Linked DNA regions of Mus musculus: all the other regions are linked to region 3. Evidence: chromatin contacts called from public HiChIP or PLAC-seq, Micro-C and promoter capture Hi-C data. All regions are on one chromosome and are shown on one strand. The core of a region is the stretch at or near the end of the contact, and the rest is flanking DNA. Distances in the headings are between cores, read along the strand shown.

Region 1 (2,968 bases), core at 93-2,592, 370 kb before region 3:
GCTCTGGCTGTCCTGGAGCTCACTCTGTAGACCAGGCTGTCCTCGAACTCAGAAATCCACCTGCCTCTGCCTCCCGAGTGCTGGGATTAAAGGCGTACGTGCGCCACCACGCCCGGCTTTTTTTTTTTTCCTTTGCTTTGCTTTTAAAGGCTTTAGAAGCCATTTTCATCAGCGTCTGTACTGGGGTTTGAGAACCATCCTCTTCCTTCTTTAGTTTCTTTCCAACTCTGTGGTTAGGACTTGTAGAAGTTAGGTTTGGTTCGACTGCTTCCTCCCATGCTCCCAGAAATAAGACTCAGACTCAAAATATATTTACAAATACCTTGGCTCTTCTCTGACTAGATCATAACGTAGATAACCCAGTTATTTTAACCTACATTCTGCCACATGGCTGGTTACCTGTGCTCAGGTACTATGCATATGTCTTGTTCCATCTTCCCCGCGGGAATCTTCCCGTGCCTGGCTCTGTACCAGAATTCTCTGTGCCTCCCAGATAGCCCGCTTCCCATTTCCTGCCTAAGCCATAGGCTTTTTAAATTGACAGGTGATGTGTCTATACAGTACCGAAAATATTCTCTCTGCAATGACAGAAATAAAATGGGTAGCGAGGACCGTGGCCTCTGCTGTGGAGGCTGAGTCCAGGCAGGTACTGCATCGTGGCGGAATTTTCGTCAGCTTGCTGCGTAATTTCATGGAACTTACCAAAGTCAACTTTAGTTGACTCTTGTCTAACTCCATTCCCTGAAGGAGGCAATAGGTCATAAGCTCCCTCCTCTGGTGGCCACCTTAACCCGGCTGGTAATCCCAGTTGGGTTCTTTAGCTGACCTTGGCTTGTCACCCACTAGGGACTGTTTTGTCCACTGGGTCTACTCTGCATACTTCCTGCCAGACGCCCGAACCTACCCGGGAATGAGAGTGGAACCCCGTGTAATGTACAGGTCAGAGGTCAGAGGCCTGGCAAAGGTAGTGGAACTCTTTACTCTAGATGGATAGGTTGGCAGGGAAGGAGCCTCACCACCTTTCAGTCTGGGTGAGGTGGTGTAGGGAGAAAGGAACGGGAATTGGAGCAAGTCCCTCAGCCCTTGCCACCTCTTGGAGTGGGCAGAGGAGGGCGGAGTCTGCCAGAGTGCTGTAAGCAGCCACAGGGGAGGAGAATTCAGGCGGGGCAGACTAGGGTGTGGGTTTCGGGGTCATAGAAGGGGAGGGGGCAGAGTCGGCACGGAGGAGGGAAGAGGATGGGGAGAAGGTTGAGAAAGGGGAGGTGGCAAGTTAGAAGGGGAGCAGTGGGAGGGGAGGAGAGGGCGGGGAAGCCAGTGACTCAGGCAGCTCAGTCCTGGTGGATGACTCAGGGTCCAGGTCCCCGGGTAAAAGGCCAGCGAGACGGGATGTCAAGCACTGGACACAGAAGTGCAACTCCCCAAAAACTTGAACAGTCGGGAGCTCACACCCTATGCAGACATTTTCAAGGTCATGGAGAGTATTAAAGTTTACAGAGTGCCTTCTGGTGGCCATTTAGATTGGTTATCTAGAGCATACTGAGATCAGGCCACAGAGCAAAGAGCCAGATGTGTTAGCCAGGTTCTGAGGTGGACCCAATTTAGCTAAATTTCTCAGCAGACAGTTTGGGGATTGATTTTAGATCTGGCAGTGCCCATTGTCCAGTCTTTGCTGGTTGGCTTATTTCTTGAGTGGAGAAAACCGCTTGATGGCAAATGGCAGGGCTCAGGATGTTGGCTCAACTGCTACCGGTAGCCATTCTAGAGCCAGAAAGGTTAAGGGGATTAGCTCTTGGCCGGTCATACTAACTTGAGTGGCAAGGGATAGCCAGTAAGTCCATCCCTAGAGACCTTCACGGCCAGGCTTCTAGACGACTCTGGGAGCTGACCCCGTGAGGCCAGGCCATGCCCCCCTCCCTCTGCTGGGGCTTTGCCCTCTTGGGTGGGGTTTTTCCTCCCATTGCATTCTTTATGTGAGGTGTGTTGTGCAGTGTGACTTGGTGGTGTTCTGTGGCTCCCTATTGCCGGAACCTTTGCATCCAATCCGTAACACGCACGTCAGCACCCTCCAGAAGGAGGAGGGGCCTTCAGGGTGAGCACTGCAGGCTGGGGAGGGCTGCTGTGGCCAGTAGCAGTTACTCCTCAGTTACTGCAACTGGGGACACTCACAGTTTATAGTGTAGAACGGTCTTAAATAGTCACAGTCCTAATTAAAGGCTGCACTCCTGGGGGCAGACCTAGGCAGGCCTCTAGCCGTATCTCAGGTTATAAGGCAAGTTCAAATCACCGTCATCGTCGCAGAGATTTGTAGTGGATTTAGACATCCAGATTACATTTTTAGAACTACTTTCAGAAATTCTCCAGGGACTCTCAGTTGTTGATGTCTAATCTTTGAAAGCCTGGTTGTGCTCCAGCTGTGCTTAGGAGTTCACGTGATGGAGGGTCTCATTTACACAGTGGCATGCTTCCTGTGCCCTTCCCTCACACCACCCCCCAAGTAAGTGTTTCTGTGGCTGCTTTCCATAAGTCCTCTCTTTTTTTCTTTTTCCTATTTTAGAAATGTAGATCAAAACTATCCTAAGCCAAAATTCCAAAAAGGCATTGATTTAAAAAAAAAAAAAAAAACTAAACAGTTTCCTTTGTGTTTCAGTGAATTATATTAATTTTTAAAGATTTTTGGACAGTTTCATATGTTTATACCATTATTTTGAACATATCCAATGCATTTCTTTCCACTTCTCCTCCGTGATGGTTTGAATATGCTTGGCCCATGGGAAGTGGCACTATTAGGAGGTATGGCTGTGTTGGAGGAAGTGTGTCACTGTGTAGGTGAGCTTTGAGGGCTCCTGGTACTCACACTCTGCCCAGTGTGGAAGAAGTCAGTCCTGGTCATCTCCTGGCTGCCTTCAGATCAAGATGTAGAACTCTCAGCTCCTTCTCCAGCACCATGTTTGCCTGGACACTGCCGTGC
Region 2 (3,196 bases), core at 94-2,593, 430 kb after region 3:
TATTGAGTGTGTGCCAAGCAAGGTGGCTATATACTTAGTTCCTGGAACTTGCAAATATATTACCATTAATGGCAAAGGAAGTGAAGGTACTGTATGGAAATGAGCTTTCTAGTTGTATTGTAGATTATCTGTGTGGTCACCATGTCCCTAAGTGTGGGCAAGGGTCAGGAATGAGAACACTGAAGTAACTATATAAAAGACTCAATCTATCAATGCTGGCTTAAAGATACAAGGGTCATGAGCTAAGGAATACGGCAGCCTCTAGAAGCTATGAGGGACAGGAAATGGATTCCCCCCTATAGCTTCCAGAAGAAACACACAGTCTTGCCAACACCTTGGTTTAAGTCCATCTAAGCCTTTTTGAGACTTCTGACTATAACTGAAGGGTTATGTCTCCCTTACAAACTATGTAGAGAAGACTGTGAGATTTACAAACAGGTTCTGCAGGGCTAAAGAGCTAGAGAACTCAGAGAGCATGGGTCTCACTTCCTCCTGAGGGGCAGGTGGGGAGAGCACACCTCCACCCCAGTTCGATCATTCAGGGGGAGTTTCCAAGATGGCTCTCAGAGACCTAGAATTTAGGGAGTGAATTTTGCCTTTTACAAAAGACACCTACTAGTGAAGACTGGATAGGACAATGTCATGCCACAGGGACAAAGAAGAAGAAGAAAGAGGAGGAGGAAGAGAAGAGTGGGGGGGGGGCAGATAAAGATAGGTGTTTTCCTAGGGCCAGTGAACTCAGGGAGGCAGGCAGCCTGGGTTGTAGTAGACAGACTACACAAGAAGATTTCTGAGTGGGTAGGCAGAAGGGAGTAGAAGGGAGGGGAGGAGAGAGGAGGGGAGGTGAAAGGGGGAAGGGACTGTTGGAAACCCTGGGCTCACGGCTAACGGAGAGCTTCCAACCAAAGAGACAGCATCTGTGATGGTTAGTCTTGGTGAGATTGAGAATCACCAGGGAACTAAATGTACCGTCAAACCCTCGGTCCAAACAAACCCTTGCTTAAGTCCTTCTGTCAGGTCTTTTGTCACAGCGATAAACAACTTAAGTAAGGACTACACATCTATACCAAGGATTCTAAGGAGCAACTCATCAAAGCCCCACAGAGAGTCCCTCAGGGCCCACTGCTTTCCACGGGAGCCAGTTGTGTCTCAGGACTGTGCCTGCACGGTAGACTGTCCATCTCCAGGCCCCTACCTCCCATCCCCTGTTCTAAGGCACCCAATCTTGTGTAAGAACGGGTGGAGCCGAGCAAGGAGAGGCCCTGAATCTTCAAGCTTACACACTGACCACAAGGAGAAGTTAAGTTTTCTCCACTGTGTGGAACTGCCTGGCTCCCAGCAGGCAGCTGGTAGACCACAGAGGTACTGTGTAGTACATTCTCTGGAATGTGCTAGTTAGTCATTGTTTAGAACACACTGGAAACAACCACATCTAGGTTTAAACACAGGGGTCCTTTTCTTATCTAACTGAAGCCATTTAGTCTGGGTAAAGCTCCCAGCATGATGTTAGCCATTTGCTTTGAATGTCTGCTATTGCTGTTGTTCCTGTAGGTTTGTAATCCGCTTGCTTTAGTTCACTAGGTGAATTGTCTTTACCCATCTTTACCCTTTTTTTTCTTTTGTATTTTTTAATTGTTTCTGTTCTGTTTTGTTTTGGTGGTTGGAGTCCAGGTCTCATGGCTAGCCCTGGCTAGCCCTGGCTAGCCCTGGCTAGCCTGGGACTCCTCTTGCCTCTGCCTCAGCCTCCTCAGTTTGGGGATCATGAATGTGTTCCAATGTACCTGGTTTATTTTCACGTCAATAAATAAAACCACGGCATGTGTGTGGAATGAGGTCTCATGGTTTTATTTGCTAGTATATCCTTTTGTTTACTTCCTGGCCTCCAGCAGGCAGCTGGTAGAGTACAGAAGTAATGGGTGGTGCATTCTATGCAATGTGCTATAGTTATTCATTGTTCAGTACACACTGGGACCAATCACATCTAGGTGACTCCCGATCCTTCTATTATCATAAACCAGTTCTAACAAACATTTTTAGTTTTACTTTTTGTTTTTTGGGTTTTTTGTTTGTTTGTTTGTTTGAGTCAAGTTTTCTCTGTGTAGCTCTAGCTGTCCTAGAAATCACTCTGTAGGCGAGGCTGGCCTTCAGTGCTGAGATCGGCCTACCTCTGCCTCCTAAGCGCTGGAATGAAAGACATGTGCCGCCATACCCGGCTATTTTTACAGTTTGGTTTACTCTATGTCTTTATCTTCTCAGTGTAAATTCAAAGAAGAGAATCGTTTTATGAAAGCTCCCGTGGCTTATATAAGTAATGATAGCTCAGGCGGCCGAAGCAGCAAGTGTCAGGTTAGCATAGAAAGACTCTGTCTCAAAATAAACAAACGAACAAGAAAACAAACAAAAAAACAAACACCTTCCGTTGAAAATTAATGCCGGGCTGGTGAGATGGCTGAGAGGATAAGAGCACTCACTGACTGCTCTTCCAAAGGTCCTGAGTTCAAATCCCAGGAATCACATGGTGGCTCACAACCACCCGTAATGAGATCTGATGCCTTCTTCTGGGGTGTCTGAAGTCAGCTACAGTGTACCTATGTATAATAATAAATAAATCTTTAAAAAGAAAAGAAAATTAATGCCAAACTGGTGCTATGGAGAGATTTAAATTTTTTCCAAACCTAGAGGATGTGTTTGTTATCTTTTCGTATTTCCAAATATGCCTGTGCTCTAAGAATTTGCTACAGTTTCCATCCAAGTAGGATTTCTGAAAGGTTAAAAGTAAAGATACATGTCACATTTCAGTAACTTTTCCCAGGGCACCGATGAAATGAAATATGGAGCACCTGGCTCCAAGCTGCAGAGTAGCTGACTCCTCAGCAAAGGAGAGTCAGTTCTGCAGGGAACAATGTCTTCTTGGCATCCCAAGGAAGACTCCCCGGGCAGAAGGTGGCTGTGTGCAGAGCATCGGCTACATGCGGTATTGTGCTGGCTGTCAGGGAAACGGCCCTCCACAGTTAGTGCAATGACCCTCCTCTCCCCACATTCCTGGATTCACCTCCCAGAGTTGGCACACGGATGGGAAACACAGCAGGTAAGACACAGACACATCTGTGAGGCTGAGCAGTGCTCCCTAGGTGTTGCCACTATCCATATTCGATTCTTTGAATGACTAGTTTCAGTGTACGGCACTGTACCACTG
Region 3 (3,063 bases), core at 157-2,656:
AGAAAGGGGGAGCCCAGATCGAGCCAGGCGCAGAAAGGGGGGAAATCCCACCCTCCTGCCCGCCCCCGGCCGCGAACAGACTCCCGTGGGGTGGGCGAGCCAGCCGGGAAGCCCCAAGGAGGGGTGGGGACGGAGGGTGCCAGCCCCGAAACCAAACAAAGCGCGGCCTGAGCCGCAGCCCGGGCGGATCGCGCAGCCGCGGCTTTTCCTGCCGGCCAGGCCCGGCCGGGCCGGGCCCAGGCGAACACTGCGGCACGGTGGGACCCGCCTCCGCTCGGCCTCCGTCTCCCACCCCGGGCGCGCCGCCGCCGCCGCCGCCGCCCCCGCCCGGCCTCCCGCCCGCCCAGCCAGGCCCCGAGCGCGGCCTTACCCCTCTCGCCGGCGTTGTTCCGATCCTGAGGCGGCGGCGGAGGCGGCGGGGGCGGCGGCGGGGGCTGCTGCTGCGGCGGCGGCGGGGGCTGCTGCTGCGGCGGCTGCTGGGGCGGCTGCGGCGGCGGCTGTTGCTGAGGCGGCTGCGGCGGCGGCTGCTGCGGGGGCTGCTGCTGCTGCTGTTGCACCGGGCGCGGCCGCGACACTCGCCTGGGTCTCCGGTTGGCGGCTCGGACGGAGTTCATTTGCCGGGCTGAGGTGGCGGCGTTGGCGGAGGGACACACACACTCACGCGCACACGCACCGCGAGCTCCGGGGCCGGGGAGGAAGGGGGTGGGGAGCGGGAAGGAGCGGGGCGGCCGGGGACGCGGGGACCGGGGGGCCACCGGGCGTGAGCTTCCCCCGGCTCCGCGGGGAGGCTGGGGGCACCACCGGAGCTTGAGCGAGGCCCGCCGGCCGGGCCTGGCGCACGGGCAAGGCCGAGGCCGCCGGGCGGGGCGGCCGCGAGGGACGCAGACAGAGAGACGGGCCGGGCAAGAGAAAGAAAGAAAGGGCGTCCGTCCGCCTGGGGAGCCCGAGGCGAAGCGCGGCGGCGGCCGAGCAGACGAGCCGGGCCCGCCGACTCCCGAGCGGCGTCTCCGGCAGCGGCGGCGGCGGGGGGAGTGGGCGGACGGGCGATCTCGGAGAGGGCGAGCCGAGCGGGGCGGGAGCGCGCGGGGGGCGCCCGGCTCCTCCGTTCCTCGTCCTCCCCCCACACCCCCTGAAAGAGCGCCCTGCGAGGAATTTTCTCTTTCTTCGGCCTCTTCTCTCTCCTCCGCCCCCCCCACCCCCACCCTCGGCGAAGGGGAAATGAGTGTAAAAGGGAGGAGATAGGGGCAAAAGAGGCGTCGTCGTTCCTCCTCCTTAAAGGAACCTTCCCTCCTCAGCCCCAGCGCCGCCGCCGCCGCTGCCGCTGCTGCTGCTGCCGCTGCTGCTGCTGCTGCTGCTCCGTGGCAGGAGGAGCCATTGACACCGCCGGAGCCTCTCCGCTCAAGCCCTGTCGGTCCCTCCCCGCCGCGGGGCTGGCCGGGGGGCGCGGGGGGAGGGCCGCGAGCCGGCGGGGGAGGGGCGGGGGCGGGGACAGAGGGGGCGTGGATTCCGGCGGGGCCTGACCAATGGGAAGCGCCCGTACGGTGTCGGAGCCAATGGAGCCTCCTCTCTTATCGCGGAGCCCCCTTCCTCCAACACCCTGTTTCCTCTCTCGGGTTTCCTCCTTCCCCGACGGAGGAGGAGGAGGAGGAAAGAGGAAAGGGGGGAGTGTGGCAGGGCGGGTGATAATGGGGAGGTATCAGGGCATATAATGGAGCCGGGGGTGGGCGAAGGAGCGGCAGTACGTAGCGAAGGTTCTAGGATAGGAGGTGCTCTGAAGGAAGGGCGGGGGCTGCTGATGCAATTGGGAGAAGTGATTAATCCTGCCTTTTGCCGGTTCAGCCTCCCTCCACCCCAACCTTCACCTGGTTCTCTTAAACGCCACAAGGAGTGAGGGACTCCGTCTTGGGTAACTCCGGATTTCTGGGCTCGGTAGGTTCAAGCTCTCAGCTGTAGGGAGCGCTCCAGGCTCTGTGCGTTTTTAGTCCAGCTGAAGGGATTTATTTGCAAACCTTAAGAAATCTTGTTTCGGCTCTGCTGAGAACTTAAGAGAGAGTCTGGAGTCGGTTCCAGCTTTTGTCGCCCAAACTTTCAGAATGTTTTAGATCTTTAACCAAGTTAGTTTGCTTTAGGCTTTTTTTTTGGGGGGGGGGGGGGGGCAAGTGGTCTACATGGTGTTCCGGAAGAAGTAAAATAAAACGGGTGGAGGTTGTGATGGATTATATTGGTTTTGTTTTAGGTCCCACGAAGTCAAGAAAGATAAACCCCCGAGAGGAATAATCTTTTGTATCTGTGTCTGGTCCCCTTAGCACAATCTCTCCCCAAGGAAAATGTGTTTCTATTCCCTGGCCGCCGTTATGAAGACTGAAAATGTACTCCGCTCACTATTCCTTATTGCATAGCTAGTGGTTTATCTCTGGATTCCCTCATTTCGGAGCTGTCAGTGATTTTCTACTTGAATTTCATTGATTGCTTTCTAGGCTTAAGATAGATAAAACATTACAAAGCTTCAGAAAGGGAGGGAGAAAAGTGAATTCTAAGGGACGCACAGGAGAGGTAAGTCTACGGTATTGTGCTATGTGTAAATTACAGATTTTTTTCTTTTTTTCTTTTTTTCTTTTTCTTTTTTTTTTTCTTTTTTCTTTCTTGGTTTTTTGAGACAGAATTTCTCTGTGTAGTCCTGGCTGTCCTGGAACTCATTCTGTAGATCAGGCTGGCCTCTAACTCAGAAATCCGCCTGCCTCTGCCTCCCACGTGCTGGGATTAAAGGCATTCGCCACCACTGTTGGCAAATCACCCTTCTAGATGTCAGACATCTCCTGCCATTTAAATAATAACCTATCATATGATGTACAATTGCTGGGTTTTTTTTTTTCTTTTTTGGTCATGTGATTTTCAAAGACTCACAATCTTTTCAAAACCTGTATGTGAAGACAGCTATTTGAAAAATATCTTGAGGGGCTAGAAAGATGGCTCATCCCTTAAGAGCACTGGCTGTCCTTCCAGAGGTCTCACTTCAGTCCCAGCAACCACATGGTAGCTCCAACTATCTGTAACTCCAATTCT
Region 4 (2,788 bases), core at 252-2,751, 390 kb before region 3:
AGAAACTGTATAGAAACAGAACAAAGAAAGTTTTAAATCAAGGCCGTAGAAACTAAGGGGTCTGTACAAAGATTATATTTGATAATCACAAGGTTGTTAAGGTAAACACAGAGGTGGGCAATAGTAGCTCTTTAGGGGACTACAATTAGCTCAAGATAATTTGGCTCAGGGCTTGCAATATTTCAGCTCCCTACAATCACATCTTAATCAGTTAATTAGCCCTTAAGAATGTTTATAACCCTGCAGTTTTTCCTGTCGGTTTACACCTCTTAGTCTCCATCTTTCTGTGTGTTTGTTTATCTACTTCTAAAACAGTGTGCAGTCTGCATCCATTCACTAGCACGGAAGAAAAACCAGATGCAACCTCTCTACCTCCCCCGCCTCCACCCTTTTCTTTATTGAGACAGGGTCTTGCTACACAGAAATCCAAAGCAGGATGTTTATTTATTTAGAACTCCAAAGCAGGTTATTTATTTATTTATTTATTTATTTAGGATGCAGTCTCTGGTAGCCCAAATTGACCTCCAGCTGCGTAGCCAAGGATAATACTGTACTGTGTTTCTTGCCAGACCCACTTTTAACTTTTGGCCCTTCTGACCTCCTGAGAGCTGGGGTTTCAAGTGTGTGTCACCCTACTCGTTTCCACATTTAATATATATATTTTTTCTTTAAATTAATAAGTGTCTGCACCTGACCTCCTCCACCCACACCGAGGATCTGGAGTTACCAGTTATGATGAGCTACACTAGTGATGGGGACTGAACTCAAGGTAGGCGACTATGAAAACATTAGGAAGTTAGGAAACTGCTGAGCCCCCAATCTGTCCTTTATTTGTTTATTTATTTATTTATTTATTTACCAGACAAGGTGCTGAGCCCCCATCTGTCCTTTATTTATTTATTTACCAGACAAGGTTTCTCTGTGTAGTCCTGACTTCCCTGGAACTCGATTGGTAGACCTGGCTGGCCTCAGAGGCCCCCCCGAGTGCTTGGATTAAGGGCATGCGCCACCACGCTCGGCTTGCCAAGTGTCTATTGGATGAATTCGTCAACCGATGGGCGAAATGCAAAACTGGGTCAGCAAGAGGTTGTGCAGAATATACCTGAAATTTTACCTATGGCAGTTTGCACTGCAAGTGTATAACGCACACTCAAGGCTGGGTGGGGGAAAAAAGATAGTTCTTTGTTTACAAGTTCTTTGTGATTTCACTCTTACGTTTCCGGTCACTTGATAAAACAAATTCCTAGCTGACCCCGCCTAGCACACCTACCCACCCACCAGGCGGACTTGAAAGCGCAGCCTCTGGAAGGCCTGCAAGGCTGCAGAAGTCGGACGCATGCGCAGTAGCTAGAGTCCTAGAGTTCGCGGGAAGCTGGGACCTTGCTCGCTTATGATTGGCTACTGCGGTAGACTCCCACCCACCGGGGCGCAGCGCTGCATGGTGATTGGGCGAGCCCACAGAGGCCGGACGAGGTTTAGGGGGCGAGGTTGGGGAGGCGGGAAACGACGCGGCCAGCGCAGGGTCGCTCTGTGCTCTAGTGGTGTTGGTGTGGAGCGGCTCGGAAATGGCGGTGCAGCCTAAGGAGACGCTGCAGTTGGAAGGCGCGGCCGAGGCGGGCTTCGTGCGCTTCTTTGAGGGCATGCCGGAGAAGCCGAGCACCACGGTGCGCCTCTTCGACCGCGGCGACTTTTACACGGCGCACGGAGAGGACGCGCTGCTGGCGGCCCGCGAGGTGTTCAAGACCCAGGGCGTGATCAAGTACATGGGGCCGGCAGGTGAGGGCAGCCGCGGCGGCGGGGCCCGGGCCGGCTCGGGGCCGCGTTGCCGGAAACCTGGGCGCATGCAGCGGTGGGGCTGCGGCGGAGCGCCCCGCCCGAGAGCTGCCTCCCCGGGCCACGCGTTTAGCATCTTGTTTTGGTTCGCTTCCGCACAGTGCGCTGGGCGGCTGCACACCGCCGAGTCCAGGCTGTCCTCGGACGCCTCGAGTTCCAGCCTCCCAAGTTGATAGGATTAGAGTCTTGTGTCACCGTGGGTACCTCCAAATCAATAACAGCCCGCAGCCTAGGAGCGAGGAGTGGAGGGCGTTTTGAGAGCTTCCTTTAAGACACCCTCATTTGCCAATAGGCTGTGTTTTGTTTTGTTTTTTTTAAACCGTCTCGCTTGAGAACCTGGGATGGACCATTGCTGAAGGGCAGTATCGCCAAGTGGTCAGGACCTAGGATATGCCCTGGAGCTGAACTGCCCGGATTTCAGTTGTGGATCCCCTACTGTTTGCTGAGTGCGGTTGAGCTAGTTGGAAAGCTGTGCTTAGCTAGCTAGCTAGCTAGCTTTCTTTCTTTCTTTCTTTCTTTCTTTTTTTTTTCTGCCACCTTGGCTCTCACCACTCAGCATCATCTCTCCCTAAAAGGCTTCAGAACTCATTTGTGGCCTAGGAAGATTAATTTGATCACCATAATAACCTCTCCCCCACCCACCCCCGTTGCTTTTTCTTTCAATTACATTGAATGTCCATTATATCATACTTTGGAGTTGTGAGTTCTAATTTTTTTTTTTTTTTTGGTTTTTCGAGACAGGGCTTCTCTGTTATAGCTCTGGCTATCCTAGAACTCACTCTGTAGACCAGGCTGGCCTCGAACTCAGAAATCCACCTGCCTTCCAAGTGCTGGGATTAAAGACGTGCGCTACCACCGCCCAGCATGAGTTCTAATTCTTTATGCTGTTATATGCAAATGGATGTTACAGACATCGTATTTCTGCCTGGTCTGTGCTAGGTAATAGTCTGCTGCC
Region 5 (2,979 bases), core at 147-2,646, 510 kb after region 3:
TGTCAGAATACTGAGGCAGGGGGAGGGAGGGAGGGAGGGAGGGGCTTGTCAGGTTTTTCCTCTTATGTGAATAGAACTTTCCCTTTGCTGGTCAGTGGAATCGGGGGCAGTAGATGGTGCGGAAGGCACTATTTCTTTTAGAAATTGGTATAAACTGATCAATTTAGATTTGCCAGATATTTATTTAATTTACTTTAATATCTGACTTATTGTACTTAGGGGGAATTCTCCTCACAGGACTAGGAAATGGCATAGTCATTAAGAGCACTGGCTGCTTTTCCATAGCACTATCATGGTTCACACTGACAGCTTTCCATAGCACTATCCTAGTTCACACTGGCTGCTTTTCCATAGCACTACCCAGCGTCACACTGACTGCTTTCCAGAGGACATTGGTCTGATTCCCAGCTCCCATGTAGCAGGGGGACCTGATGCCCTCTTCTCGCCTCTGTGGGCACCTGATGTGGGTGCTGGGAACCTAATTCGGGTCCTGTGCAAGAGCTGCTAGTGCTATTAACTGCTGAGCCATCTCTCCAACCTCCCAAATTACTTAAAAAAATTAAAAGTGTAACATACAGAAAGGTATCCAGATCACTACTGCATGCCACAGTTTTCACAAGTGACCTCACTACCGTAACCAGGACCTCAAGTTCTAAAGCATGTGTGTCGGGGGTGCGGTGTGGAGGGGTAGTGCTTCGCTGTGGAAGGTGTGCCCCAGGATCAAGGCCTTCCACAGGTCCTCTAATTGCGGTTGCCTCTTGTCTTGCATTCTAACACCGCAGATCGCCTTGGTTTCTTGTCTTTCTTTTTTTTTAAATTCATTTTTGTAGACTGGTTTTGTTTGTTGGCCGATATGAAGCCTTTACAAATGCAGTTCTGCTGTGTAGCGTGCATATGCTCTCTCTGGCCTGACCTGCGTTCATCACTCATGGGGGAAAGTTCACGTGTCCCCCAACACCTGCCTTTGTGCTTGGTTCTCTAGCACAGTGAGAGGCTGCGTCTCCTTACTGCCTGGTGACAAGCAGGGCCTGGGTGCCTGTGCTATACGCTAGTGCTTCTGACTTTGTTTTCACTTTTGCTGGCTTTTTCTGCTTTGAGGATCCCCGAAACACATGCCTGTCCATGAAGGATTCTTCATGTGTTCTATGGAACATGCCTTTGTTGGATGATTTTCTAACCGCCTTCACCTTTGAACTCCTTTTCCCTGTCTGTGTGCAGGCCCAGGGGGGCCAGAGGAGGCTCGAGCCATTGTTGTTCCTCAGGCAATATCCACCTTTTTTTCTTTTTTTCCCAAGAGAGCTCGCTCATTGCTCTGGAAGTCGCCCCGTGGGCCCTACCTCTCTTCAGTGCCTAGAGCTGGGACTGTACGTGCGCACTTCCAGTTTGTTAACAGAAGTGCTGAGCCAGCAAACTCAGAGGCACACTTCTCTGTCTGAACTCTCTTCCCACCAAGGCTGTTGATGGATACAGCCTTTTAAATAGTTGGTTCAGTTTTTGAATTTCAGGTTGTTCCTTGGTGTCCCCTTGTATAGTGTTCGTCTGTGTTGTTTTCTGGCTCCTGTTCTGTGCAGTCTCTGTCCCCACTACATTCTGTCCCTGTCATTCTCTAACCCCTGGTGCTTTTATAGGTTCAGCAGAGTTTGGAAAAGATTTCTAAGCTGGAGCAGGAGAAAGAACATTGGATGCTAGAAGCACAGTTAGCCAAAATCAAGCTGGAGAAAGAAAACCAACGGATTGCAGACAGGCTGCGGGGCACCACCAGTGCCCAGCTGCCTGGGCTGGCCCAGGAGAATGCGACTGTGCCCATTGCTTCCAGCCAGGAGGAGGCTGCAGCCAAGGTCCTGACAGAGCCTGTGCAGAGCACCAGTCTGGTGAGTCTTCCTGTTTGATAAAGACCCGACCTACTCCAGTCCTGTTCCTACAACAAAATGGCAGAAACTGGGTGGCTTATGAACAGCAGGAGGCCGGGAAATTCAAAGAGTGGGTAGGTGTCTGTCCAAGGTGTACTTCCGGCTTCCCCAGGGTGTACTTCCGTGTCACTGTTGACCGTCTTTGCACTCCATGTTGTCACATGCATACGTGAATGAGCAGCCTGGGCCTCTGTTTTATAAATGTCCAGGAGGCCATCTCCCAAGAGCCCCTCCTCATCACCTGTGAGTTTAGAGAGACATAAACAAGCCCATATAAATTACATATCGGTTTCTATTGCTTTAAATAGAGGCTCAGTCCGTTACCATCAAGGAGGGAGCATGGCAGCATCCAGACAGGCGTGGAGCGGGAGGAGCTGAGCCCAAAGGCAGGCAGGAGAAGACTGGCTTCCAGGCAGCTAGGATGAGGGTCTTAAAGCCACACCAACAATGACACACTTCCTCTAGCAAGGCCACACCTCCTAATAGTGCCACTCTCTGGATCAAGCACACTCAAACACTATGCAGTCTTTACAAAGGGAGTGGTCAGAGGCCTGGGATAGAAGAATGGTACACTTGAGGGTGGTTGAGAGTGTGTGAGAACTGTCGGCTGGAGGTCCTCCCTGATGGTCAGAACTTATGAGAGTGAGGTGGAACCCACTGAGAGTAAAGTAGAACCCTCTTAGAATGACCCAGTAGTTGTCCCCTTAAGTCCTTCTGCCCTCGACCCAACCTACCACCCAGGACAGTAGCTTAAATCTTGTGGTTATACCTGTTTTTGACATCTTTTCTGTTTTTTAAGGGGTGGTGGTAGTGGTCAAGATTGAACCAAGGGTCTGTGAATATGAGGCAAGCTATCTACCATTGAGCCACCTCTATCCTGTTTTTGGAGTCTTAATCTATAAAAGCAAGCCAGACAAAATGGAGTTGTACTATAATTTACCTAAACTTATATATTTAAGTTTCAAATGTTAATGGCTTCATAACACCATGTTGAAGTATGCCTTTTCCTTTTGAGTTTTTATGCGGTGTTTGTTTATGATTTTCAGTCAGCACGTTGTAAGATTTGTGG
Region 6 (3,027 bases), core at 35-2,534, 410 kb after region 3:
AACCAGGAGGATGTGTATCCTTATCAAACAAGAGTTTTAAGGAAGTGGTTGGAGCCAGGAGTAGTATTGCATACCTTTAATCCCAGAACTCAGGAGGCAAAGGGAGGCAGATCTCTGTGAGTTCAAGGCCAGCCTGGTCTATTTGTTGAAACCCTGTCTCAAAAAAAAAAAAAAAAACCAACCCAACACCAAAAAGAGAGAGAGAGAGATCACGGCTTTGGAATTGAGTTGTTCTTTTTAGTTAACATTGGTGCCTGTGTGCTATTCTGATTAGCAGTTTGGAGCTAAAAGAAGTATCGTTAATAGTTGATTTATTTAGCTATGCTCTTCATTAAAGATAAAGTGGGAGACTGGCACTGTTTGTAAGACATCACAAATATGTTTCACTATGTCTTTATTTTTTATTTTTTTTAAATATATATTTTTTAAGATTTTTATTTATTATTGTATCTAAGTACACTGTAGCTGTCTTCAGATGCACCAGAAGAGGGTGTCAGATCTCATTATGGGTGGTTGTGAGCCACCATGTGGTTGCTGGGATTTGAACTCAGGACCTTTGGAAGAGCAGTCGGTGTTCTTAACCACTGAGCCATCTCTCCAGCCCTCACTATGTCTTTATTTACATTGGTTAATCTTTAGCTTTATCATTATAATGTATTTCATTAAATACATTAATGCAAATTAATATAAAATAATAACCTTTCAGACTTGAAAAAACAAACTTTAAGTATTATACAAAAGTGATTTTTGCCTTTTTTTTTTTAAAGGAGATTGCATAACAGCATGGGGTTTGTTACTTATTGGCTTTAAAACATTTTAAAGCTTTTTATTCTGTTTTGCTGTTTCCTTCTGAGATGTTTTTGTGTAACCCTCCCATAATTTATAACTATGGGAAAAAGGATGGCATTTATGTAGAAACTGAATAGGAATTAATTTCACTTTAAAGGATTATTCTCTATAATCACAAAGAGAATCCCCTAACCCCCCAAAAGTTTTCATTTTTATACTAAAAATCTCTTGGAATTTCACTCCTATTAGCGTTATACCAAATTTAAATATGTGATATAAAAACTAAATTTTTATTTATTCATTGTTCAAGGCATTTAAAACACATCAATTTATAATTGATATAAAAATACTATGTGAGAAAACTTCTTTGTTCTAACGGTGACCATATAATTATTTTGAGAGTCGCCCTTTGCACACTTCCTCCCTGAGCAGACTCTCTAGCCTTCGTGCGTTAGCAGAGGGAGCGAGGCAGATGCTGCGTGCGGGTTTCAGGGTGTGTGGGTTATGACTAGGCTCTGCTCTGTAGGAGATGAGACGATAGCAAGTAAGCAGTGTGTCTTCTCTTCCGTTTTCAGTGCTGCTTTATCACCTCACTGCTTAAGCTCTGCTCTCAAGCAAAGCCAAGTGCAAACTCTCCAAGGTAAGTGCGAGCCGCCGTGCTGGGTCACGGAGCATTGTTAATGAGATCTAGGAGTTGTAGGAGAATAAGAAATAAACTTCTGGAGAAAAAGTAAAAGTCCTCTTTTACCGACATTTGGTGTGGTAAATGCATGTTTTCCTCCAATAACTCATAGTGCACAGGCATTTTATCCTCTTCTTCATTGGTTTTATGTATATTTTTCCTTGAATGTGGCATTTAATTTCTTAGTAATATTTTCATTGGAGTTACTTTTTCCTAATATTATGTGGCCCATGATAATGCAACATTTATGAAAAAGTTGAAGAAGAAAGAGAACAATAATATTTTGAGACATAGTATCTACTATAGCTGCAGGAGTACTTGTGACCTTGTGCTAAAGAATTTTACCATCCCATAGATTAGGATATAGTTCAGAATATTTTTTAAAGATTTATTTATTTATTTAATGTATATGAGTACACTGTAGCTGTACAGATGGTTGTGAGCCATGTGGTTGCTGGGATTTAAACTCAGGACCTTAGGAAAAGCAGTCAGGGCTCTTAACCACTGAGCCATCTCACCAACCCGTTCAGAATATTTTTTACAAGTTTAGACTAAAGGGCTTTAATTTGGACTAGTGAATTGGCTTCTTATAAAGGAATTTTGGGGCTATTACCCACCACCACCACTTTAATTTTTATGGCATTTTGATATTTAATGGGTTCTGGCTGATCTTCCCTAACTCCTCCTGTCCACCATTGTCCCGCCCCCACCTAACTCTTCCATCTCCAATGCTCTAACTTTCTTTTTTGTCTTTGTTGGTTGATTGGTTGTTTTTTATTGTTGTTTGTTTGTTTGTAAGACAGTCTATGTGACCCTGGCTGGCCTAGAACTCTTAGGTAGACAGGCTAGCCCCAAACTCACAGCGATCCATCAGATGCTGCTGCTTAAGGGCTGAGATTACAGGCTGTGTCACCACACCCTGCTCATCCACCCCACACGTGTTTATTTTATTACCGTCTCTATCGCTCTCCCTTCTCAGGGGGCCCTTACCAGTGTCCCCACATCTACCTGTCTGAGTGCTCACCTAGGTACGCATATGTGACACGCAGAGGCTGAGCTCCACTTGGAGAGAACACGCTCTCTCTATCCTCGTGGGCCAGGGTTACCTCACTCTGCACCTCCATCTCTTCTCCTCAGGTTGCACGGTTTCCTGTTGACTGCCGAGTAAAAGTCTGTTGTGTGTGTGTACGTTTCGTTATCCTTTCATCTGCCTGTGGACATCTAGCTAATGCCACTGCTTTGCTGTGTGAGTCATGAACGTACAGATGTACGAGCATCTCAGAGTAAGATATGGAGACCTGAGTGCTCTAGCTGGGTCATACAAATTTCTACCTTTAGTCTTTGGAAATTTTCCACACTGATCTTCATTGTAGCTGCAGGAGTGAATAATGGTGACCCCTTTTCCACAATCACCACTTGTCACTTGTTTTCTTGATGGGAGCCACTCTGACATCGTTTAGAGGCTTTTTAAAAAACACAAAACTAACAGTCTCATATAGCCCAGTTGGCCTCTTAACTTGCTATGACCTTGAACTTCTACCCCCATCTCCAGAATA
Region 7 (2,842 bases), core at 215-2,714, 490 kb after region 3:
TTTTTTTTTTTTTCTGTCTCTGAGTTGATAAGACTGGAGCAGGTCACTGTGGGGTGGGGCCGCAGCATCTGACAAAGTAGTGTCTGCTTGGCCTCTGCAGAAGGTCTGGGAAGTCTTACTCTCAGGCCTCCTGGACTGGACTGGGTATTTGTGTTTCTGACTCTCCTGGGACAGGGACTGCCTAATATTCCTCAGCAGGAAACCCGACAAAGCAATGCCAACTTCTTTATGGTATATTTTGAATAAAATTGAAGTTATAGGATCTAATTGAGAGGTTTCTAAACCTCAGAGCATTGCAAAGCAATGTACTAAAGACATTCATAGTCTTAATGTTTTTTTATTTCTTTTTCTTCTTGGTATTTATCTGTGCTCAATGAAACAGAAATCATCAGCCTTTGAACTCAAAAAATAAATTGGTATAATACTTAAAAACTGTGCAGGGATAGCTGAATGCACAGGGGTAGCAGAGAGTAAATCTATGACTCAGGCTGTGCAAGAGACTGGAGCCGTGGCAGATCCCAGAAGTCCCTGCGGCTTTGCATGGGGCTGGTGCCGCCATCACCTTTGAACAGCTCTCAGCAGAGTGTCCCAGATGTTGGCTCAGCTGTCTGAAAGCTCGTTGCCAGCTCTTGGGGTAACAAGCAATTGACGATTCACTGATTGGTAATAATGTGGTTTTGTGGGTTCTTTTTTCTTCCAGTCAATTACAGTTAAAGAATCTTCATGAAGATTTGTCAGGTAGATTAGAGGAATCCTTATCAATCATCAATGAAAAAGTCCCTTTTAATGATACAAGTAGGTATTACATAAACGTAAGTTTCTGTTATTTGTATCTTTGAGTCTATCTGTGGTAGCCAATAAATTAAGATAATTTCTAATCTTCTCAGCTAAACAAACAAATAAACAAACACCCAGATTGACCCAGTGGAGGGCTCTGCCTGGCTCTCCTGATCAGCTGTGGCTCTTTCTTAAATTATCTCTGGAGTGCTCCAAAGCCAGTGTTCTTGGGAGATGGCCAGTGCGTGCTTTTAACTGCATTTCCCATATCCCAAGGTGAAACCTACCTGCATATGAAGTGGTTGGACATTTGCATGAGAGAAATTGTTCAGTGGGTTTGGGGGGTATGTACGAATGCCCACAGTGAGATGTGTCTTTTTGGCCTGTTAGCTTCTGCCTCTGGGGAGTCCCCAGTGACAGGAAGCTGTTGCAAAGCCTAGCTTCTGTTTCCTCCCATTCCTGGGGATGACCTCGTAGCTTCCACATCCTGAAGTGACAAACGAGAACTTAAACAGTGCTCTGGAAGAGCACTCATGTGCCGTTATTTAGATATTTAGCCTTTAGGTAAGAATGAAGTGAAACTCTTGAAAGCAAAGAAAATATTTGTTTGGGAAGCCAGTGGGAAGGCTCAGCGGCAGAGGTGCTTGCTGCCAAGTCTGACACCCGAGTTCAGTCCCCAGAACCCACATGGCAGGATGAGAGCACTGACTCAGCAAAGCTGTCCTTTGACTCCATCTCCGTGGCAGTCAGGGCTTGCTCTCACCTGCTCCAGTAAATAAATGAGTTTTTAAAAATTAGAAAAATAAAAACATTTAAAAGAAACTTTAAATGTGAAGCCTCTAGTCAAGTTAATACTTGCTTCCTTTTTCTATAGCTATGTTTGAAATTCAATTTTCAGTTCCCTTAAATTTTTCTTAGAAAAGCCCAGAGGGAACAAAAAAGAGGAAAGGGAAGATAAAACAGTGCTTTGAAGGCACTGACATCAGTGTTCAGGGGCTGGAGAGAGGGCTGGACACAAGAGCACCAAGTACTCTTTCAGAGGCCCTGGGCTCTGTGACCACCATGCTCACAGTAGCTCACAACTGTATAATGCCAGTTCCGGGGATCTGATGCTGTGAGCATGCACGTGCTACACAGATGTGTATTGTAATTGTTTTTGTGACTAATTGTTTATGGAGGCTAGACACACAAGCACATAATTAAATCAGCATAGGCCATTTCTGTATCAGCAGCCTAAATTTCCCCTTGACAACAGTGCTGTTACCAGCTTCTACATTAAGGTGAGCGATGGCAGTGCACCTCGGCTGTGCTGGGAAGCCCTGTAGGTCATTTCCTCAATACTCTCTGTGTCAGTTAATGAGAGGGTATTGCAACTTTTGGATCATATGCACGTATCCTTCCGTTTCCAATAATTACTTGTCGTCCAGTTTTAGACTATTGTCACACCATCTGTGGGTTGGTTGTCTTTAGATGCTTAGATTCGACTCTGCTGTACAGAACCATTTGGAGTCTCGAGGGAAGGGAAGGCGCCCTCAGTCTTGTGGGTGATTGGAGCAACCTTCTCAGAGGAAGTATCCAGACTTGCATGCAAGAGCCAGTTTTTGTTTTGTTTGTTTGTTTGTTTGTTTTTGAGGAGGCAGGAAAGAACCAAGGGAAGAGAAGCAGGGAATTTCAGAGAGTGTAATATATGGGATGCAAACTACCGTGATGTCTGAGGAACGGTAGTTAACTGTGGCAGTAGGCTCCGGTCAGGGGATGTGAGGGACAATGGCCAGTCAGTTCTAGGGTAAGGACTTAGGACTTATTTACTTATTTACACGGCTTTGAGGTGCAAGGAGAGTTGTTTGAGCCCCTGTCCTGGGATTTCTGCACCTACACGGTTAGTCTGGAGCATAGAGTGGGAGGGGGGAGGGCTTCTGTCAGCCGACATGGAAATGTGGGCCTGAGTGAGCAGGGAGGGACAGGATCTTGTGGAAGAGGAGAGTGGTTAGGGGAGGCAGGGGAGGGGGAGGGGCAGAGCACGGGGAGTGCAGACAGAAGTAAATGCAGATGGGGAGCTTGAAGT

What was found. Promoter capture Hi-C pulls out the DNA fragments that hold promoters and counts their contacts. Hi-C and Micro-C count contacts between places; a contact is called where the count stands out from the background. HiChIP or PLAC-seq counts read pairs in DNA pulled down with a chosen protein or histone mark.
Region 1: a contact with region 3 is called in a Micro-C map of embryonic stem cells, with 1.8 times the contacts expected there. The contact joins the enhancer-like site here to the promoter of Fbxo11 in region 3. A contact is called at or near these places in 8 of 39 promoter capture datasets (the 3T3-L1 cell line, 3T3-L1-derived adipocytes, the HPC-7 cell line and 4 more), 3 of 484 Hi-C or Micro-C datasets (Th1 cells and embryonic stem cells) and 1 of 9 other capture datasets (pancreatic islet).
Region 2: a contact with region 3 is called in a promoter capture Hi-C map of neutrophils. The contact joins the enhancer-like site here to the promoter of Fbxo11 in region 3. A contact is called at or near these places in 17 of 39 promoter capture datasets (the 3T3-L1 cell line, the C10 cell line, the HPC-7 cell line and 12 more), 9 of 484 Hi-C or Micro-C datasets (the HL-1 cell line, adipose-derived mesenchymal stem cells, bone marrow-derived macrophages and 6 more), 22 of 115 datasets of contacts at active chromatin or transcription factors (DN3 thymocytes, SST interneurons, astrocytes and 17 more) and 2 of 9 other capture datasets (adipose tissue and liver).
Region 4: a contact with region 3 is called in a FOXA1 HiChIP or PLAC-seq map of pancreatic cancer cells. The contact joins the promoter of Msh2 here to the promoter of Fbxo11 in region 3. A contact is called at or near these places in 1 of 39 promoter capture datasets (the HPC-7 cell line), 3 of 484 Hi-C or Micro-C datasets (B cells, Th1 cells and uterus), 3 of 115 datasets of contacts at active chromatin or transcription factors (embryonic forebrain, memory CD8 T cells and pancreatic cancer cells) and 1 of 9 other capture datasets (pancreatic islet).
Region 5: an H3K27ac HiChIP or PLAC-seq map of microglia shows a contact between it and region 3, with 5 times the contacts expected there. The contact joins the enhancer-like site here to the promoter of Fbxo11 in region 3. A contact is called at or near these places in 9 of 39 promoter capture datasets (the 3T3-L1 cell line, the C10 cell line, cranial neural crest and 3 more) and 15 of 115 datasets of contacts at active chromatin or transcription factors (the 230-238 cell line, VIP interneurons, bone marrow-derived macrophages and 10 more).
Region 6: a contact with region 3 is called in a promoter capture Hi-C map of the HPC-7 cell line. The contact joins the enhancer-like site here to the promoter of Fbxo11 in region 3. A contact is called at or near these places in 10 of 39 promoter capture datasets (3T3-L1-derived adipocytes, the C10 cell line, the HPC-7 cell line and 7 more), 17 of 115 datasets of contacts at active chromatin or transcription factors (bone marrow-derived macrophages, embryonic basal ganglia, embryonic fibroblasts and 12 more) and 1 of 9 other capture datasets (adipose tissue).
Region 7: a contact with region 3 is called in an H3K4me3 HiChIP or PLAC-seq map of craniofacial prominence, with 4 times the contacts expected there. The contact joins the enhancer-like site here to the promoter of Fbxo11 in region 3. A contact is called at or near these places in 11 of 39 promoter capture datasets (the 3T3-L1 cell line, the C10 cell line, the HPC-7 cell line and 6 more), 1 of 484 Hi-C or Micro-C datasets (bone marrow-derived macrophages), 23 of 115 datasets of contacts at active chromatin or transcription factors (the 230-238 cell line, T-cell acute lymphoblastic leukemia, bone marrow-derived macrophages and 15 more) and 1 of 9 other capture datasets (embryonic stem cells).

Annotation. Positions count from the first base shown.
Region 1 is chr17:87,698,274-87,701,241 of GRCm38.p6, forward strand. The region is part of intron 8 of Msh2 (mutS homolog 2); the gene reads left to right. Among named protein-coding and RNA genes, the nearest start is that of Msh2, 27 kb to the left of the region's middle. Within about 2 kb of position 1,343, at least 45 of the 459 cell types and tissues checked have an H3K27ac peak or open chromatin away from gene starts, as enhancers often do. A contact at or near this core is called in embryonic stem cells, where this site is marked.
Region 2 is chr17:88,497,013-88,500,208 of GRCm38.p6, forward strand. No RefSeq gene overlaps it. Among named protein-coding and RNA genes, the nearest start is that of Ppp1r21, 32 kb to the right of the region's middle. Within about 2 kb of position 1,344, at least 34 of the 459 cell types and tissues checked have an H3K27ac peak or open chromatin away from gene starts, as enhancers often do. A contact at or near this core is called in embryonic stem cells, extraembryonic endoderm stem cells, neutrophils and 3 more, where this site is marked.
Region 3 is chr17:88,064,639-88,067,701 of GRCm38.p6, forward strand. It overlaps Fbxo11 (F-box protein 11), which reads right to left and starts at 1,407. Exons shown (of 23, transcript NM_001081034.3): 1 at 371-1,407. The coding sequence starts at 614. Gm45950 (a long non-coding RNA gene) reads left to right here and starts at 1,487. Exons shown (of 2, transcript XR_385899.1): 1 at 1,487-1,929.
Region 4 is chr17:87,671,031-87,673,818 of GRCm38.p6, forward strand. It overlaps Msh2 (mutS homolog 2), which reads left to right and starts at 1,502. Exons shown (of 16, transcript NM_008628.3): 1 at 1,502-1,776. The coding sequence starts at 1,566.
Region 5 is chr17:88,575,510-88,578,488 of GRCm38.p6, forward strand. Ppp1r21 (protein phosphatase 1, regulatory subunit 21) reads left to right here. Exons shown (of 22, transcript NM_028658.4): 17 at 1,629-1,871. Among named protein-coding and RNA genes, the nearest start is that of Ppp1r21, 47 kb to the left of the region's middle. Within about 2 kb of position 1,397, at least 10 of the 459 cell types and tissues checked have an H3K27ac peak or open chromatin away from gene starts, as enhancers often do. A contact at or near this core is called in microglia, where this site is marked.
Region 6 is chr17:88,477,912-88,480,938 of GRCm38.p6, forward strand. Foxn2 (forkhead box N2) reads left to right here. Exons shown (of 6, transcript NM_180974.5): 4 at 1,365-1,429. Among named protein-coding and RNA genes, the nearest start is that of Foxn2, 39 kb to the left of the region's middle. Within about 2 kb of position 1,285, at least 21 of the 459 cell types and tissues checked have an H3K27ac peak or open chromatin away from gene starts, as enhancers often do. A contact at or near this core is called in the HPC-7 cell line, where this site is marked.
Region 7 is chr17:88,549,962-88,552,803 of GRCm38.p6, forward strand. It overlaps Ppp1r21 (protein phosphatase 1, regulatory subunit 21), which reads left to right. Exons shown (of 22, transcript NM_028658.4): 7 at 701-795. Among named protein-coding and RNA genes, the nearest start is that of Ppp1r21, 21 kb to the left of the region's middle. Within about 2 kb of position 1,465, at least 109 of the 459 cell types and tissues checked have an H3K27ac peak or open chromatin away from gene starts, as enhancers often do. A contact at or near this core is called in the 230-238 cell line, the HPC-7 cell line, T-cell acute lymphoblastic leukemia and 8 more, where this site is marked.